2 separate regions of the Ovis aries genome follow, and region 1 is linked to region 2. A link is a contact called in public Hi-C data. All regions are on one chromosome and are shown on one strand. The core of a region is the stretch at or near the end of the contact, and the rest is flanking DNA. Distances in the headings are between cores, read along the strand shown. Region 1 holds the start of CAMTA2 (calmodulin binding transcription activator 2). Region 2 has its middle 3.9 kb from the start of TRNAS-UGA.

Region 1 (3,040 bases), core at 406-2,905, 44 kb before region 2:
CTAGAGGGGATGAGAAGGGAGGGCTTAGTGTGAGACATCCCAGTGAGAGCCCAGGGGAAAAGGGCCGAATCCAGAGCACTGGGGTGCGGGGTGGGGTGGTGGTGGTGAATAAAATGATGCCAAGGAGAGCGGGGATCCAAGAATTATAAGGTCACCACCGCTTGGGGGAAATAAAAGGCTGTGCCCAACCTGGAAACCTGGGACTGTGAACTCACCAGCAACCTCGGTGGTGTCCTTGGTATTCATGGTGAGGACTCCAGGGGGCAAGGTCACCCCCGGCCTGAGGGGCCGGGGGGAGGGGGAGTCTGTGCTGGGAAGGGAGAGAACAAGGTCATGGCAGAAGCCCCCACACTATCAAGGATGAGAATGAGGTGGGAGACCTGGTACACAACCGGGTCGTGATATCTGAGGAAGCCAGAGGAAGGGGCTGGACTGGGGTGTCAGAGTACAGCCAGGGGTTGGAGGAGAGGGCGAACCCAGACACCGTGCCAGGAACCAACACGAGTGGGAGACACAACAGAACAGAATAATCAGGAAGAGACCGGCGGGGTGGGGGAGGGGAGAAGGCCGGCGGGGGGCGGCGTTTACAGCCCTGGCTCTCGAAAGGCTGGAGCTGCGGAGGGGTCAGACCCTGGGGCTAGGACTCAGAGCGTCCGGTCCTTGAAGGATGGTTTGACAAATGAGAGCCTGGATGTTGGGGGGAAGGCAGGAGTTCTAAGTCCGGGTGGAGAGCTAGGCCTTAAAAGACACACCCTGAGTTCCTTCTCTTTGATTTTTCCAAGGGGAAGGGCAGATCTGACAACTGATCTTAACCTCCACCCTTTCCTCCAGATTGGTTGGGCCTGAGTAGAACCTGGTTTAGACACCCAGGACCCAGCTACCCAGCCCCAAGTCAACCCATCCTCCACCCTGAGACTGACCGCCCTGTCCACCCCACCGTACCTCTATCCCCAAAGCCTCAGCTTCCCTCGGCCTCCAGGCCTATCCTACCCCATCTACCACTCTGGCTCCAGCCTGAGCCCCCACCCTCCTGGGGGAACAGATGGAAGCTGGAGGATGCTCTCAGCGCGGGCTCCACCAGGTGTCTGGGAATGGAGAGGGGGAAGAGGCCCATCCGAGCACGACTGTGAGCCCTGGAACCTGGGTTGGGGTAAGGACTCCGCCCTAGGGCGCAGGTGCGCAGTCCGGGATGGGCAGCCCGCCAGGGTGCGGAGCGGGCTCGGGGGCGGACCCCCCAGGAGGGGCGGTGGTCAGCGGAGACGCTCTGAGGTGGGAGGGTTCCGCCTCCCGCCCTCACGGAGAGATGTCCTGGAGAAGCTGCGGAACAGAGTCCGCGGGCGCGTGGCGGGCAAGGGGCAGGGCAGGTGCTGGGGAGCGGGGGGTCCCCGGGACGGTCCGGCCCGGCCCGGCAGGTCCGCCGTGGGGCCCTGCGCCGAGCGGCGCCCCCTGGCGCGGGGGAGGAGGACGGAAGCGGGGAGTGAGGGCAAACCCGGGAGAGCGCCGGTGGTCCCCGGCGTGGCGCGCCAAGTCCGGGCGGTGGAGCTGCGCCCCCTGGCGCGGGGGCGGAGAGGCGGGCGAGAGGCCCCGGCTCTTACCTCCCGGGGTCCCGCGGGTGACGGCGGCAGCGGCCATTCTACCCCACACCGACCCCCCCCAGCGCCGGCTGACAGCGGCGTCCGACGTCACTGCGCACGGGGCGGGGCTTCCCAATTAAGGGGATGGGGGTCGGGACGGGAACCTGGGGTCAGCACACGTCTGGCCCTGGGTGGGGCGCTGGCCGGAGGGACTCGGTTTCCAAGGCCGAGCCAGGCGGAGGGACGGGCTGCCGGGAAGTCCCAGAGGGGGCGGCCGCGCTGAGGGGCAGGATGCGGGGTCCTGGAGGCGGAAGCTCCGCCGCCTGACGTGACCTCGGCCCGGAGAGCCGGGTGGGGAACACTGGAGCGGGCAGGACTAAGTTTTTGGGTACAACTCCTTGAATTTGGGGGTACCAGCCCAACTTCATTTTGGCGGGGTCATCGCGAAGCTGAAAAGAGCCCTCCCTTCCCATAAGCCTCCCCATCACTACATCGCAGAGAGAAAGACAACTCTGGGCTCCACTTGCTTGCTTTTTAATAACAGAACGAAGAAGAGAATAGTGACAGGGAGCCTCGGGGGGCTCCTCTGAGAGTGGAGAGGGGAGGCCATCGGGGCTGTTCGTGCCTAGTTCAGAGGCGGGGAGAGGAAGATGGGAGAGGCCAAGGAAAGGAGGAATGCCTTGATGTCCGAAATACTGGAGATTCCAGCTCCCAATCCTGGGCCCCTGAGGCACGGCCAGTGTCTTGAGTTTGGACAGTTTCTCCCTACTCTTCAGACTGCAGTTCCACCAACCAGGGATGGTAAAAGGGGTTCCTAGTGGCTGTGACAGCGCTGAAGGAGCCCATAGAGCCCAGCTGCCTGGAAAGACAAGACCCCTCTTGGCCCAGGGGACTCCAGGGAGACCAAAGCAGCTGTAAGAAAAAAAAAAGAATCAAACAGTAGGTCTTCAGATTTCCTAGGCCCCAAACCCAGGTACCCCCAAGTCTCAGGATCTGGTCTACTTTACTTTTGTTCCTCTCACATCCAGCTATCCCATGTGGCTCTTGGCTTCCCTTGACTCCCCATGCAAGACCAGGGGTCCACATCACCACCCACCAAAGTCCTCTTCAGCCATCCATACCTGGTCCCTGCCAGAAATGAGGAAGTGGTTCTCCTGTGGATAGTCTGCCCTCTCCTCTTCCCGATCAGGGTGTTCAGTGGTGCTAGGGAAGCCACAGCCATCATTGTCAACCAGCAGAGGCCCAGACGCTGCCCCAGAGCTGCCCCACTGGGCCTTCTTCAGTCTGAGGAGAGGTAAGGCTTAGGAAAGAGGGGCCTGGAGGCCAGGCTTCCTGTCTCTCCATTCTTCATCTTCCCGCCCTGAACTAGTTCCTGCTGGGACCCGGAAGTGTTATCATTTGACTTCCAACTCTCCACTTCCAACCTTCTGCTCCCCTCAGACTGAAGTAGTTTCCCATCCAGGGGC
Region 2 (2,823 bases), core at 246-2,745:
TTATAGGCTTGGCTTGCACACCAAACAGCTATGAGCAAAACTCCTGCTTTTTATGTGTCATTGTGTGCAAGTATGAGAAGAAAGGCTTGGACTAGTTGAATTTATTTTATTTTATTAAAAATTGTTTTATTTTTGGCTACACAGGGTCTTTGTTGCTGCACACAGGCTTTTTCTAGTTGTGATAAGCAGGGGCTGCTCTTCATTGTGGTGCACAGGCTGCTCACTGGAGTGGCTTCTGGTTGTGGAGCACAAGCTCGAGGTGCAGGAGTTTCAGTAGCAGCTCAAGGGCTGTAGAGTGCTGGCTCAGTAGTCTTGTTGCATGGGCCTAGTTGCTTCTTGACATGTGGACTCTTCCTGCACCAGAGATCGGACTCATGTCTCCTGCATTGGGAGGTGGATTCTTATCCACTGAACCATCAGGAAAGTCCCAGGAGTAGTTGATTTTAAAGATCTCTTGTAGCATTAATATTTTATAACTCTGCAGCAGTTTTTATACAGCTTTCAAAGGTTTGGGGCATTTAACACAGGAATAATAGCTGACCCTGTGTTTTTTTCCTAGGAGCCAAGACAAGCTGATACACAGTAGGAGTCCTGAGCAGGAGAAGTGCATGAAATGTCAGTCTGTAACTCACCAGTCTTGCTCATTGGTACACATAAGACCTCCTTTGGGGACCCCCACAATTACCTGGGGAGCATTTTGCCTGGATTTGTGGGTCTACGTTTCGAGGTAGAGATAAGATCTACAGAAGATGAAGAGGAAGTATATTAGGTATGTCCTAACTGCACTTTCAGTCTACAATTATTTATGCAACACTTGTTCTGTGCCAGGCGCTTTCCTAGGTTCTGAATACTAATACTTGGCAGTAAGAAAAAAAAAATCCTTCCCCTCAGTGAACATTCTCATGAAAGGAAAAAACAATAAACAAAGCAAGTAAGTGAAATACATAGTATGTCAGATGGTGACAGATTCTATGGAGAAAAATAAAGAGAATAAGGGAATTATGGGAAAAATCATAACTTTAAAAATTTTGGAGCATTTTTTATATTTTAAAATTTTTAATTGGAAGATAATTGCTTTACAGTGTTGTGTTGGTTTCTGCTGTACAACATTGTGAATCATCATAGCTCTCTCTCTCTCTTTCTATATATATATATATGTATATATATGTAGCCCCTCCTTCTTGAGCCTTCCTCTCACCCCTGCTTTTTAGAGCAGTTGTAGGTTCACAGCAAAATTGAGAAGATGATGCAGAGATTTCCAATAGATCTCTTGTCTCCACACATGTACAGCCTCCCACATTATCAACATCCCCACACCCTGGTCAGCTTGGTACATTTGTTAACAATTGATGAACCTATATTAACACATCACCAACATCGTCCAAAGTCCATAGTTTACATTAGGGATCGCGTTTGGTGGTATGCTCAGCCCCTCACATTATCAGCACTCCCCCTGCCCCTGCCCCCAGTCAGCTTGGTACATCTGTTACAACTGGTGAACCTACGCTGACACATCTTCAGCATCCAAAGTCCATAGTTTACATTAAGGTTCACTCTTGGTGTTGTATATTCTGTGTGTTTGGACAAGTGTATGATGACATGTATCCACCATGGTGTCATATAAAGCTGATCCAGGAAAAGGAAGGTATTGAATAATATCCTCTGAACTGAGAAGGAACTTTGAGATAGAAAAATGAAGGGGCTACTTCCTAAACTACAATTACAAAGTTTCTTGTGGGGAATTTACATATAAGCAGCTGGACAATCCAGAAGGTACAGGGGGCTGTAAAGGGGCCAAAGCTAAAAACAGAATCTGGAAAAAAAAAAAAAGAGAGAGAATCTAACTACCATGTGAGAAGCAGGGCTGCACAGACTGGAACCTTGGTTTTTTCCTAGCCTCGGGGGGTATCATAATCTGCATCAGCAAAAGGCATTCTTTCAGTTTTCATATCAGATGAAGGTAAGGGTAAAAGTTGACAGAGAACTTCCCTGGCTTGGGCACATTCTTTGTGAAGGGCTTAAGTTCAGTAACAAGAGGGGAGAACTGCAGGCCTAAGATGGAACTGACAGTATGGAGTCAGTGTGGATCAGCCACATTCTCTGCCCAGAAAAGTCCTCTGTGCTCTTCCTGTTCTTCCCACTTTCCTCCCAACCCCTGGCTGATCTTTTTATTGCCTCCATAGTTTTGCCTTTTCCAGTGTGTCATAGAGTTGGAATCATATTGTATGTGATATTTCAAGTTGACTTCTTTCACTAAATAATATGTATTTCAGTATTCTTATTGTCTTTTCATGCCTTGATAGCTCATTTCTTTCTGACAATAAATAATACTCCATTTTCCAGATGAGCCACCGTTAATCCATTCATCTACTCAAGCACACCTTGGTTGCTTCCAAGTTTTAGTAATTGGATAAAATTATTTTCAGCATCTACCTGCAGGTTTTTGCATGGATGTAAGTTTTCAACTCCTTTGGGTAGGTACTGAGAATGTGATTGATAGATCGTATGGTAAGGGTAGGGTTAGTTTTGTAAGACACTGCCAGCTGTCTTTCAAAGTGGCTGTACCATTTTGCATTCCTATCAGCAATGAATGAGAGTTCCTTTTGCTCCACATTCCTGCCAGCATTTGGTGTTGTCAGTGTTCTGGATTTTGGGTATTCTTAATAGGTGCTTGTTTTTTCTTAATTCAATATTTATTTATTTGGCTGCTCCAGGTCTTAGTTGCATCTTGTAGGATCTAGTTCCCTGACCAGGGATTGAACTCAGGCCCCCTGCATTAGGAACATGGAGTCAGCCTCTGGACCACCAGGGAAGGTTCCTCTA

Evidence for each region. A called contact is a pair of places that touch in the nucleus more often than the background predicts.
Region 1: a Hi-C map of mixed tissues shows a contact between it and region 2, with 1.6 times the contacts expected there. The contact joins the promoter of CAMTA2 here to the enhancer-like site in region 2. A contact is called at or near these places in 4 of 16 Hi-C or Micro-C datasets (mixed tissues, muscle, omental adipose tissue and 1 more).

The regions. Positions count from the first base shown.
Region 1 is chr11:26,295,306-26,298,345 of ARS-UI_Ramb_v3.0, reverse strand. It overlaps CAMTA2 (calmodulin binding transcription activator 2), which reads right to left and starts at 1,655. Exons shown (of 21, transcript XM_060395349.1): 1 at 1,596-1,655; 2 at 216-310. The coding sequence starts at 246. It overlaps INCA1 (inhibitor of CDK, cyclin A1 interacting protein 1), which reads right to left. Exons shown (of 7, transcript XM_042255586.2): 6 at 2,696-2,858; 7 at 2,093-2,486. The coding sequence ends at 2,340.
Region 2 is chr11:26,251,438-26,254,260 of ARS-UI_Ramb_v3.0, reverse strand. No RefSeq gene overlaps it. Among named protein-coding and RNA genes, the nearest start is that of TRNAS-UGA, 3.9 kb to the left of the region's middle. Within about 2 kb of position 1,495, at least 3 of the 54 cell types and tissues checked have an H3K27ac peak or open chromatin away from gene starts, as enhancers often do.